Linked DNA regions of Sus scrofa: region 2 is linked to region 1. A link is a contact called in public Hi-C data. All regions are on one chromosome and are shown on one strand. The core of a region is the stretch at or near the end of the contact, and the rest is flanking DNA. Distances in the headings are between cores, read along the strand shown. Region 1 holds the start of TBC1D24 (TBC1 domain family member 24). Region 2 holds the start of ABCA3 (ATP-binding cassette sub-family A member 3).

What was found. A called contact is a pair of places that touch in the nucleus more often than the background predicts.
Region 2: a contact with region 1 is called in a Hi-C map of subcutaneous adipose tissue, with 2.3 times the contacts expected there. The contact joins the promoter of ABCA3 here to the promoter of TBC1D24 in region 1. A contact is called at or near these places in 2 of 5 promoter capture datasets (fetal liver and liver), 2 of 47 Hi-C or Micro-C datasets (heart right ventricle and subcutaneous adipose tissue) and 2 of 2 datasets of contacts at active chromatin or transcription factors (alveolar macrophages and skeletal muscle).

What each region holds. Positions count from the first base shown.
Region 1 is chr3:39,569,200-39,574,603 of Sscrofa11.1, forward strand. It overlaps TBC1D24 (TBC1 domain family member 24), which reads right to left and starts at 3,118. Exons shown (of 10, transcript XM_021086761.1): 1 at 2,040-3,118. It overlaps NTN3 (netrin-3), which reads right to left. Exons shown (of 7, transcript XM_021086754.1): 1 at 4,845-5,404; 2 at 4,585-4,773; 3 at 4,345-4,494; 4 at 4,151-4,201; 5 at 3,949-4,023; 6 at 3,462-3,680; 7 at 3,231-3,459. The coding sequence ends at 3,332.
Region 2 is chr3:39,686,596-39,691,438 of Sscrofa11.1, forward strand. It overlaps ABCA3 (ATP-binding cassette sub-family A member 3), which reads left to right and starts at 2,538. Exons shown (of 35, transcript XM_005655176.3): 1 at 2,538-2,793. LOC102159543 (a long non-coding RNA gene) reads right to left here. Exons shown (of 2, transcript XR_298208.3): 2 at 4,492-4,843.

The DNA of each region.
Region 1 (5,404 bases), core at 1,868-4,367:
TCACTTGAAACAGCCACTGAAACTGCTGCTTCCAGTTGAAAAGGGTTTCTTTCTTCCCTGTACAGAGTTGTCATAACAGAGAAGGTATGCTCAAACAGGTAAAACAGTCAACAGGGGAAATGTTAAATGCTCTTTTTATAACCTGCTTCTTTGTCCTTATGTACTTAAAACCAAAGCCATCTAAAAGCAAACATTTAACCGTGTCTTCAGAGGTTGGCTTGGACTGTAATGAGAAATAGGCCGTGTGCCCAAGGTCACTTGGCCTGCTGGACACTGCTGGTAGGTGCGGCCAGCGACAGTTAGCAGGGCCCACCTGCAGGTGAACGTGCAAATCCAGGGGGTTGGATTTTGTTATTGTTATGAAAAGCCTGACTAAATTACTAGGTGACTCCTGCATGCCCTGAAGGTCACCCTTCACCCACATGAAACCACTGCACTAGCTTCAGCACCTTGGTTCATTTCAACAATCATCCAGGGAGAACCTCGGGCCTATTCCATGCCAGGCAAGGAGGGCACGGAGATGAGACTAACAAAACTCCAGCCCTGTTCACAGGGAGAGACAAGCTTCTAAACAGAGCATTTGCTACTGGATAAGCACCTCCCATACAGGCTTTAACTGTGGGATGAGAAGATTACACAAAGACCAATCTTCAAAACAAAAGGAAGTGCACATGGGGGTCATACCACTGGCTACAAAAGAAATGCTAACTGCAAAACCATTGTGAGATTTCTTCATCTTTTTTTTTTTTTTTTTTAACCTGAGTTTGTTCTCCCAGTCTGTATTCCCTAAAAAGGAAAGAACTGGCACACCTGCCTTCAAGGCAATTAAGTAATTGCTTACAAGTGGCTACTATGTGCTGGGGCTGGAATGCGAAGGCTGAGGGAAACCCTCTGCCTCAAGTAGGAAAAACAGCTATATCTACTAAATTACAGGATTTTTGCCCCATGCCATTGCGTAGAAGTGTTCCTGATGGCACTGATGCAAATATATACATATATAAATAAGGAAAAGCACTTCAAAGTGCTTCCACTGGTAGACAGGCTCTTGACAAGGAATAAGCAGCTGGGGAAAGACCTCAACACCAGCATCATAAACACAGCCACATCCACTAGCAGGCCTGTGCATTCCAGGCACACGCTAACCCAACAACCTGTGCCTCTTAGACAACCTCTGGCCTTTACTGTCAGCTCAGCAAGTGTTCAACCAGGAAGCCCACCATCCATCTTTTCCCTTACTGAGTGAAGTCACAAGGCCACCAGCACCCTTGCCGCGACGGGACCTTGACCAGGTGCAGCCTGTCCCTGACCTCCAGCGGTGCTTACTCAAGGCTCAGAGAGCTCAGCGCCCAGGGCCCTGTGGAAATGCTTCTGTTCCCTGGCACTGTGTCCGTTCCAAAGGGGGCACGCACCACACCAGGCTCACACGGCTGGATAGATACCTAGGCAGGCGGGCCGGCTGTCATCCTGGAGCCAGCGGAGGGCCGGGGCGGGCGCTGCTGCAGGTCTTCGAAGGCAGAATGTTATCAGAGAATCTGTTGCAAGTGTTGAGTCCAGAAGCGGATTTCCTTCCCCGCAGAGACGGAAAGCGCCCCAAGGAAGGAGTGACACAGAGACAGCTCTTTCCGACCGCCGCCACGCCCGGAGCCGGTCGGCGCGCGGACACAGCCTGGTGGGGGGCGCTGGCTCTGCCCCCGGGGGGATGTCCGGCGGGGCGGGGTCGAGATCAGCCCCGGCCCCACGTCCCGCCCAGGCCGGCGCTCGGTCCGCGGGGAGCTGGCAACGCCAGGCAGACGGCTTCGGGCCCCGGATGCGCGGGCCCCAGACCCCGGACCCGCGCGCCGGCCGCCCCGCCGCGCGCCGGGTCTCGGACAGAGGCCCCGCAGCCAGGCCCCCACGTCCCCTCCCTCAGCACACCGGGGCCGCGATGACAGCCCCCCACCCGGCCCCGCCGCCCCCGCGGTCTCCGCGCCGGGCCGTCTCGCTTCCGCCCGCCCGGCCGCGCGCCCACCTCCGCCCACCCGCGCCGGCCGCGCACCCACCTCCGCCCGCCGCGCCGCTTTCTCCTCAGCTTGCCGAGAGATCGAGCGCCCGCCTTTCTGCGCACGCGCGCACGCGGCCCCGCCCCAGCCGAGACGCGCCGCCAGCTGCCCACCCGGGGCGCCCGCTGGTCTCCGCTGCATCGGGCTCTGGGCATGCGCGCTGACGCCCCGCGGCAAGGCGGCAGGAGCATGCGCCAGCTGTGCGTGGGTCCCAGTGCGAGGAATGCGAGTACGCGCGCTGCCCCCCGCCCGCGGGCGCGAGAGAGTGGACGGGGGCGGGGGGGCTGACCCGCTTAGCAGCCGGCGAGGCGGGAGGCATCTGGGGAGTCTGCAGGGCTGCCCGCGGGAGCCGCTGTCGCTCCGGATCACGCGTAGACTTAGGGACGCGCGTCCGCTTGGGCACGTCGTCCGATCCGGAGCGGGCGAAAGGTGCAGGGGGTCCTCGGGGAGGGACGTGAGAGGCTGAGAGAGACAGCCAGATGGAGACAAGGGACAGGGACACAACAGGCCAAAAAAGAGGTAGAGTCGCAGCAGGGACAGGGACACGGACTCCCAGCAGGCAGAGGTGACAAGCGGGTCAGACGGGAACCAGAGGCCACCATCCTCGTTGGGGGAGGAGTTACAGCGCCCTCTGCTTATCCTCAGAGAGGGTGGGAGAGCCAGTGTCACCGAGCCCCGTGGGGGTCCAGAGGCGTCTGTCGTGGCCACAGTGCCTCTTGGGGAGTCAGAGCGCTCTTTGGCGGAACACAGTCCGTGGAATCACAGCAGCCCTTAGGGTGTTCTCGCTTTCTGTGGGTCCTGGCATCACAAAGGGGTACGTAAATGTTGGGGGTGTCACTTTTAGGAAGGTGGGACTTCTGAGGGACCACGACATCCCAGGGTGGGGTTGGTAAGGCAGCCCTTGGAGTGTTCGCAGAGCCTCTAAGTTCCGGCCCACAGGGGGTTCACGGCCCTCTGGGGGTATCCTTGTGTCCCTTGGAAGCCGCAGGTAGCTCGGGGTGGGGGGGGCGGGCAAGGAGTCGTCTTAATGACAGCTGCCCAAGCAGGCCTCGAAGCCGCTCTTAGGGGCTAGCACATCCCTCTTTGTTGGGACGGGGGTGTCGTTGCGTCTGTCACACTCCTGGGCAGAAGCTCAAGGCACCGAGGGAGGCGCGGGGCAAGGTCGGGGGCTGGTGGGGCAGATGGAGATTCGCGCGACACAAGCAATGACTCCTCGGTAGGCGGATACACTGCAAGAACGTGCGCCTTGATGTGTGGGAACCGCCCCGCCGGCCCCCACCCGGCCAGTGGGGTCAGGCCGTCCCGCAGCGCCCCCGCCGTTCGCGCCGCTGAAGCCTCCGGAGGCGCCGCGTCCACGCATCCCGCCAGGGCAGCACGAGGCTTCCGCGGGCGGCACTGAGACCGGGCCCCCGGCCCCCGGGCCCCCGACTGCGGCCCCCGGCCCGCCCCCCAGCAGCAGGTAGTGGCGGCCCGGCAGTAGGCGCGGGCAGCCGCAGGCTGCGTCCCGAGCCGGCACCCACAGGGCGCTGCTCCCGCGCCGCGCGCGCTCCTCGCCGCTCCGGAACACGGCGAGCACGGCCACCGGGAAGCGTGTCCAGGAGCCGCGCGCCTCGCCGCGCGCGCCCACAGCCACCTGCACCGCTGCGAGGGAGGTGAAAGGGGCGGGGTCAGGCGAAGCGGGGCGGGGCCGGGCCGCGCAGAGGAGCACCCGGCGCGGCGCCCGCGAGGGTCGGAGGGGGTGGCGGAGAAGCACCGAGAGGCCAAGGGGGCTGACGGGGCGGGGGCCGGAGACAGCGGAGGATCTGAGGGGTGGGGGATGGCCTCGGGACCCAGCGAGGGTCAGGACGCCCCACAAGGAAAGTAGGGCAAGGTGAGGAGGCTGGGGGCAGGAGGCCTGCGGGCGGCCTACCATAGTCCTTCCTGCAGAACTTCTTCAGGCTGATGCGGTAGCTACCACGGGCGGGTTTGCAGTGCAAGTCACAGTCTGGGAGGAGGGTGCGGGAGGAGGTTGGCACAGATGCCCATCTCTTTCCCTCACCCTCTCTTCCTCCCCTCCTGGAATCCATAGCCCCCTCCCCGCATGGACCTGCCCCTCTGGGACCTCCACTCACCTTGGGGCTCCACGGGGTTGCTCTCCTCAGTCGGTCCAGGGACAGGGGTCTCTGTGGGGGATGGGATAATGGCCTGCATTTGAGCGGGCCGGGGGCGGGGGTGGGGTCTGCAGGACCCAGGGGACAGGCAGACAGCAGCATGGAGCTGGGGGTGCCCTGGGCTGAGGTGTTCTAAGCAGGGCAGTGCCACTCACTAACGCAGGGTGCTACTGGAGAGCGGCTCTGCTGGAAGCCAGGGGCACAGCGGTTGCAGGTAAGGCCAGTGACGCCGTCCTTGCAGGGACACTGGCCTGTGGTCTGGTTGCAGGTTTTGCCAGCAGCACCAACAGGGTGACAGTCACAGGCTGAGGATAGAAGTGGGATGGTCAGAAGCCCATCTGGGGATGTGGAAAAGTGGAGGGCGAGGGTGTGTGGGTGGCTGATGGCAGGCTCACCCCTGCAAGCACGGCGGTCACTCAGGGCACGGCCCGGGTCTCGATAGAAGCCCTCCCGGCAGTAGTGGCAGTGCCGACCGGCGGTATTGTGCCGGCAGTTGAGGCAGACCCCGCCACTGCGGCGGCCGGACAGTCGATACAGCTCCATGTTGAAGCGGCAGCGGCGGGCATGGCCATTGCAGGAGCAAGCTGCAGGGAAGGATGAGTCAGGGACAAGGCGGCCCAGTCTGAGATCCCCGGGCCACCCTCCAAGGCCTCACCAAGGCAGGCGTGGGCTTCCCGGGCAGTGGCCCGCTGCCATGGCCTGTCGCAGTAGAAAGGCTTGCATCGGCCGCAGTCGGGGCCCTCGGTGCCATGCCGGCAGTCGCAGATCAAGTGGCCCTGGGTGTCCAGCAGGCACTTGGAGGCATGTCCATTGCATTTGCAGCGCCCGCCCACCTGGAGCTCAGTGGCTGAATAAGAGTAAGAAACCACGGCCGCAGCGTCCCTCGTGTCCCCCAGTACTGTAGGCCTTGTGAGCACCACCTGAATGTCTGTGGCGGTCACCCAGTCTTGGAGCACTGGGCTGCTGTCCAGATCCAGGCCTGGTGGGCTGCCGTCCTGCACGCTGAAGGCTAGAAGGCCACCACCGTCAGGCTGGGCCTGGGGCTCAGGGAAGCACAGGGCTTCAGGCCCCGGGCCGGCTGGGCCATCCACGGGGGCAGGCAAACGGCCGTAGTCCAGGCCACAGCGGGAGGAGAAGAAGCCGAGTGGGGCCCAGCTTCGGCCATGGTCCTGCGACTTGAGCAGGGCCACGGAGGTGGGGGGTGCCGAGCAGAAG
Region 2 (4,843 bases), core at 1,288-3,787, 120 kb after region 1:
TGTGAATCTGAGCCACATCTGCAGCCTACACCACAGCTCCCAGCAACACCGGGTCCTTAACCCACTGAGCAGCTCAGGGAGGGAACCCACGTCCTCATGGATACTAGTCAGATTCATTTCCACTGAGCCACAATGGGAACTCCCTTTACTGCCTTTCGTAAAGCCATAGGATTTATGAGTGTCAACATCCACTTTAACATTTGCCATCAATCTTGAGAAATATCTGAGCCATGCTAACCCCAAGAAGCATACCATGTAATTTCTAGGCATATATTCATGGTATATGAATGTGAACAATTCACATACCAGAGAGTATTAAAGGGCCCAGGACTCTGAACACCTGGCTTAGTATCAGCTCTACTGCACACTTTGAAAAAAATTATGACCATTACATGGGCCTCCCGTTGGAAGGAGAAGACTAGATGGCGCATCTAGGTTTGTTTTGTTTTTTCAGTAGTGGGCCCTGAGCGGAACCGTGAATTTTTCAGTCATTGCTGAAGAGCATCAGAAGAGTTGGCCCACTGTGGGCAGTTGTTTTGAACAGGAGTTCAGAGCCTGGTCTCTGGACACAGGACAATCTTCCTTTGCAAGTGACCTTCACACCCTCTCAGTGCAGGATTATGATAATTGATATAATAACAATGGCAGGCACCTAACCTCGTTAAGAACAAAGACACAGAACTCCTGGCCGTTGTCTATACAGTCATTCTTACCCCACCCTCACCTTCCATATAAGTGAAATTCTGAGTTAGCCAGTTCTGTTCCAGGATTTGGTTATGAAGAACTGGGATCAGATTTCGAAAGGGTCTGAAAAAATTGCACAGTGTAACCAATTTAAGTTAGAAATGGGAAAGGCTGGTTCTTGAAATAAAGATTAAGGAAGAGACATGGTAAAGATAAGGACCAATCAGCTAGGTCAGAATTTCTCCCAACACTTTTTTTGGGAGGGTAAGGGTGCGGTCTGCGCAGAATGAAGGGGGGGGTTAAGATATTTTCCACGAATTAATAATCCACTTCCCTATCTATCTGTCCTCAATTTTTTTTTCTGTCTCCTCATTAGAGGCCAGGCCATGTGTCAGTCTCTACTTACATTCACATTATATTACCATTTATCTGGCATTTATGAGCCAGATTGTGAGAAGCACTTAGGGATAGGAAACTGAGATTTAGGAAGTTAAAAATGAAATAATTCCACTAGTGAGGGGATCGGGTCAGGAATGACCCTCTCATTCAATAAATACTTATGAAGTGCATCCTCTGGAATTCCCGGCGTGGCTCAGGGGCTAACGAATCTGACTAGGAACCATGAGGATGCAGGTTTGATCCCTGGCCTCGCTCAGTGGGTTAAGAATCCAGCCTTGCAGGGAGCTGCGGTGTAGGCTGCAGACCTGGCTCGGATCCTATGCTGATGTGGCTGTGGCTGTGGTGTAGACCAACGGCCACAGTTCTGATTCAATCCCTAGCCTGGAAACCTCCACATGCCGCAGGCGCGGCCCTAAAAAGCAAAGAAAGTGCCTCCTCTGTGCCAGCCATGCTACGACCCTAGGATGTAGCCACGATCTGGACAAGGTCCCTTTCCTCACAGACACCATCCACCTTCTGGTGAGAGAGACAGAAAAAAGCCAACCAACAAGGAAGTAACTGCCATGGGGCCCCGGCTGCGCCAGCATTAACCGCTACGGCGTCTCTGGGGACCGCGGTCCCCCCTTCCCCCCCGCCCCCCCAGCCTGGGTCCTGACTTTACCATTCCGTCTGTCCTCGGCCCCAGGCGCGCGGGGGGCGGCCCGGAGCCGGCTGGTCAGCAGGCGACGTCCAGGGCCCAGCGACCTGCGCCGGGAGCCGCCAGAGGCCGGGCGGAGGGCAGCGAACGACGGACGGGCAGCTGGACGTCGGGCCACAGGAGGGTCCTGGGACTCGACAGGCCGCTGGCAGCACTCACCGCCTGGGCGACGGCTGGCCCAGCGCCACCCACGCCGCCAGCCCCTCCGCCCCGGTGACCCCCGTCGGGCCTCGGGACTGTCCGGTCCAAGGCGACCCCAGCCCAGCCCCCGGACTCTCTCGGCCCGACCTGGGACGCTCCCGAGGTGACCCTGACCCTACCTCCCGACCCGCCTGCCTGCGGCCTCGGACCCCAGAGCTGCGCCCCGCGACCGCGGCCACGCCCAGAGGTGCTGGGCCTTCCTGCCCACCTCTCGGCTTTCTAGAACCTTCCTCGCCCTCCGTCCACCCCTCAGGGCCTCGAACACCTAGCGATGTCCGCGCCAGGCCTAAGGGCGCAAAGCGCCCTCCCTCCGTGAAGAGAAGGACCCTCGTGCCCGACGAAAGACACTGCAAGGGAGGGAAACGGAGGCCCACCAGGGAAATGGGAGGGTCCTGCCTGACCACTTCAGCCGCCCGCCTGGAGGCCACACCGTTCGCCTCACAGGCCAAGCCCTCGCCCCGCGTCGCGCGCCCCCTGCCGGCCGTACCCCTCCCAACCCCCCGCGGGCGCGGAGCACTGCGCAGGCGCAAGCAGGGGCGGAGCGGGGAGGGGTCCCAGGGCGGGCCGGGCACCCGCAGGGGAAGCCTGCAACGCATGCGCGAGCCGGCCGGCGCGCCCCCTGCAGGAGCCCGAGTGGACGCGTCCTCCAGCTGCCTCGGGTCGCCGGCGCCCCCTCCCCGCTGCGGCGGCCTAGCAGCTGTCAGCAGTGGTCGCCGCAGCCGCCGCGAGGCCAGAGCAGGGCCGGAAGCCGAGGGAGGGGACCCCGCGAGAGGGCAGCGCGCCGGCCATCGCCGCCCGGGTGCTGAGGGTCGGTGAGTGCCGCCAGGACCCGCTGCTCGCGCGCGCTGGCTCCCAGGGCTCTTGGCTCCCGGCTCCGGGGCCGCTTCCCCGCCCGGGCCACCCTCCCCACCGCGGGCCGCCCCGGTCCCTGTCCGGCCCCTACCGTGGCCCTGCCCTGCCCGCACCCCCCGGCGCCGCCCCAGCAGGTGCATCTCTGCGCAGTGCCAGGCCGCCCTGACTCAGGCTTCCCCTCGGCCCTGGTCTGTCTCTGGGCGTGTCCCCATCCTCTCAGGCAGCTCCTCCAAGCCGGCCCTTCTTGGAGAAACTTAATCTTCCTGGAGTTGCAATCACTGCGGCATCCTTTGTGCCATGCCCGAGCAGGGTGGGCAGACTCCTACCACGTCAAACCCCGCAGGCGTTCACCGGCCGACACTTTGAGCACTTGCCTGCCAAAGCCGTGCAGCATCCCAGGCTGGGGAGCCGAGGCAGGGCCGCCAAGGCTGCTGCTGGCTCATGTCTTGGTGCAGAGATTCCCAGTGTTGGTGGGAATGCTTCCCCATAATCGAGTCCGCCCTGCTCGAAAATCCTCCTTCTCGTGGCCTCAGGGTGGGGGGCCAGGGGTCCACTGTTAGTGGTGGGCGTTGCGTGTGGACAGAAGGAAGGGCAATGACTGATCTAGACAGAGGGGCCTCCCACAGCGCTGATGCCCACGGTCAGTCTGTTTGGTATGAAATTGTGTGTACACAGGAATTGTCTCTTTTCTGAAGTAGATTCTGAGCTTCATGAGGGCAGACACTGTCTGCTGCATGTGGGCTTAGGACAGATGCTTGGTGCCTATTTGTTGCATGAGTGAATGCCCCTTGTCACTTCCTTGGTCGCTGCCTAATTAAAACCATTACCTTATAGGGTTATTTCTGCTTGTTTGCCTCTTTGCCTCCTGAGCTGTGAGCTCCCCAGAGGCACAGATTGTCCCTTGCTGGGGCTTGCCTTGCTCGCGCGTCTCCATGACAGGCCCGCAAGGAAGCCTTGTGGACGGAGGGGCTGAGCCCCTGTGACAGTGTGCAGACCCGGGCAGGGTGCAAGTGGAAGAGTTAGCTCTTTTCTCCTGAGCAACTGTATCATTTCATTCAAAACATCTTGATGCTGCCCTTTGTAAACCTGAAAAGATTGGGAATGTTTTCCTCTAGAAAGTTGGCATCTTTGGAAATGGAAAAGAAAGGGAAAAGAGAGAAAAGTAGGAGCCGCGCCAAGCCCCCCACCCCTTTAACTTCTGAGAGGATTTTAAAAAATCCTCCAAGGGAACTCTTTAAAATTGAACATGTGCAGAGTTGCCATTGTGGCTCAGCGGTTAATGAACCCAACAAGCATCCATGAGGACGCGGCCTCGCTCGGTGGGTTAAGGCTCCAGCGTTGCCGTGAGCTGCGGTGTAGGTCCCGGGTGCGGCTCGGATCCCGCGTGGCTGTGGCTCTGGCGGAGGCCGACGGCTGTGGCTCCGATTCGACCCCTAGCCTGGGAACCTCCGTATGCCACAGGTGTGGCCCTAAAAAGACATGACAATAAATAAATAAAATAAAATTGAACACTTGCTGGAGTTCCCTGGTGGTGCAGAGGGTTGAGGATCTGGCATTGTCACTGCTGTGGCTTGGGTTGCAGTTGTGACATGGGTTGGATCCCTGGCGCTGAAGTTTGGATGCTGTGGGTGGGGCCAAATAAATGAACAGTAAATAAATAAAATTGAGCATTGGCTTTACTATATCCAACAAACAGGATGACATCATTCCTTCTCTAGGGTGATCTGCTATTCTGATAAAACAGCCTTTTGGAACAAGAGAGGGGAGCACAAGTTGTTTTTTAAAAGTCGCTAGTTTTCTGCAGAGCATATGCCAGGCAGTTCCAAGGGAACCTGTTTTGATTTTGTCTCAACTGGGAAGGCCCAAGTAAGACTCCCTGGCTGGCAGTTTCTTCTCCATCCCTGCTTCCTGAAATAGCAGTAGACTCCTCTGCTGTTGAGTCTCTTGAGGGGGAACATTCTAGAACTCGGGGGAGAATGACGGACAAGGCTGTGTGCACAGTTGAGGACC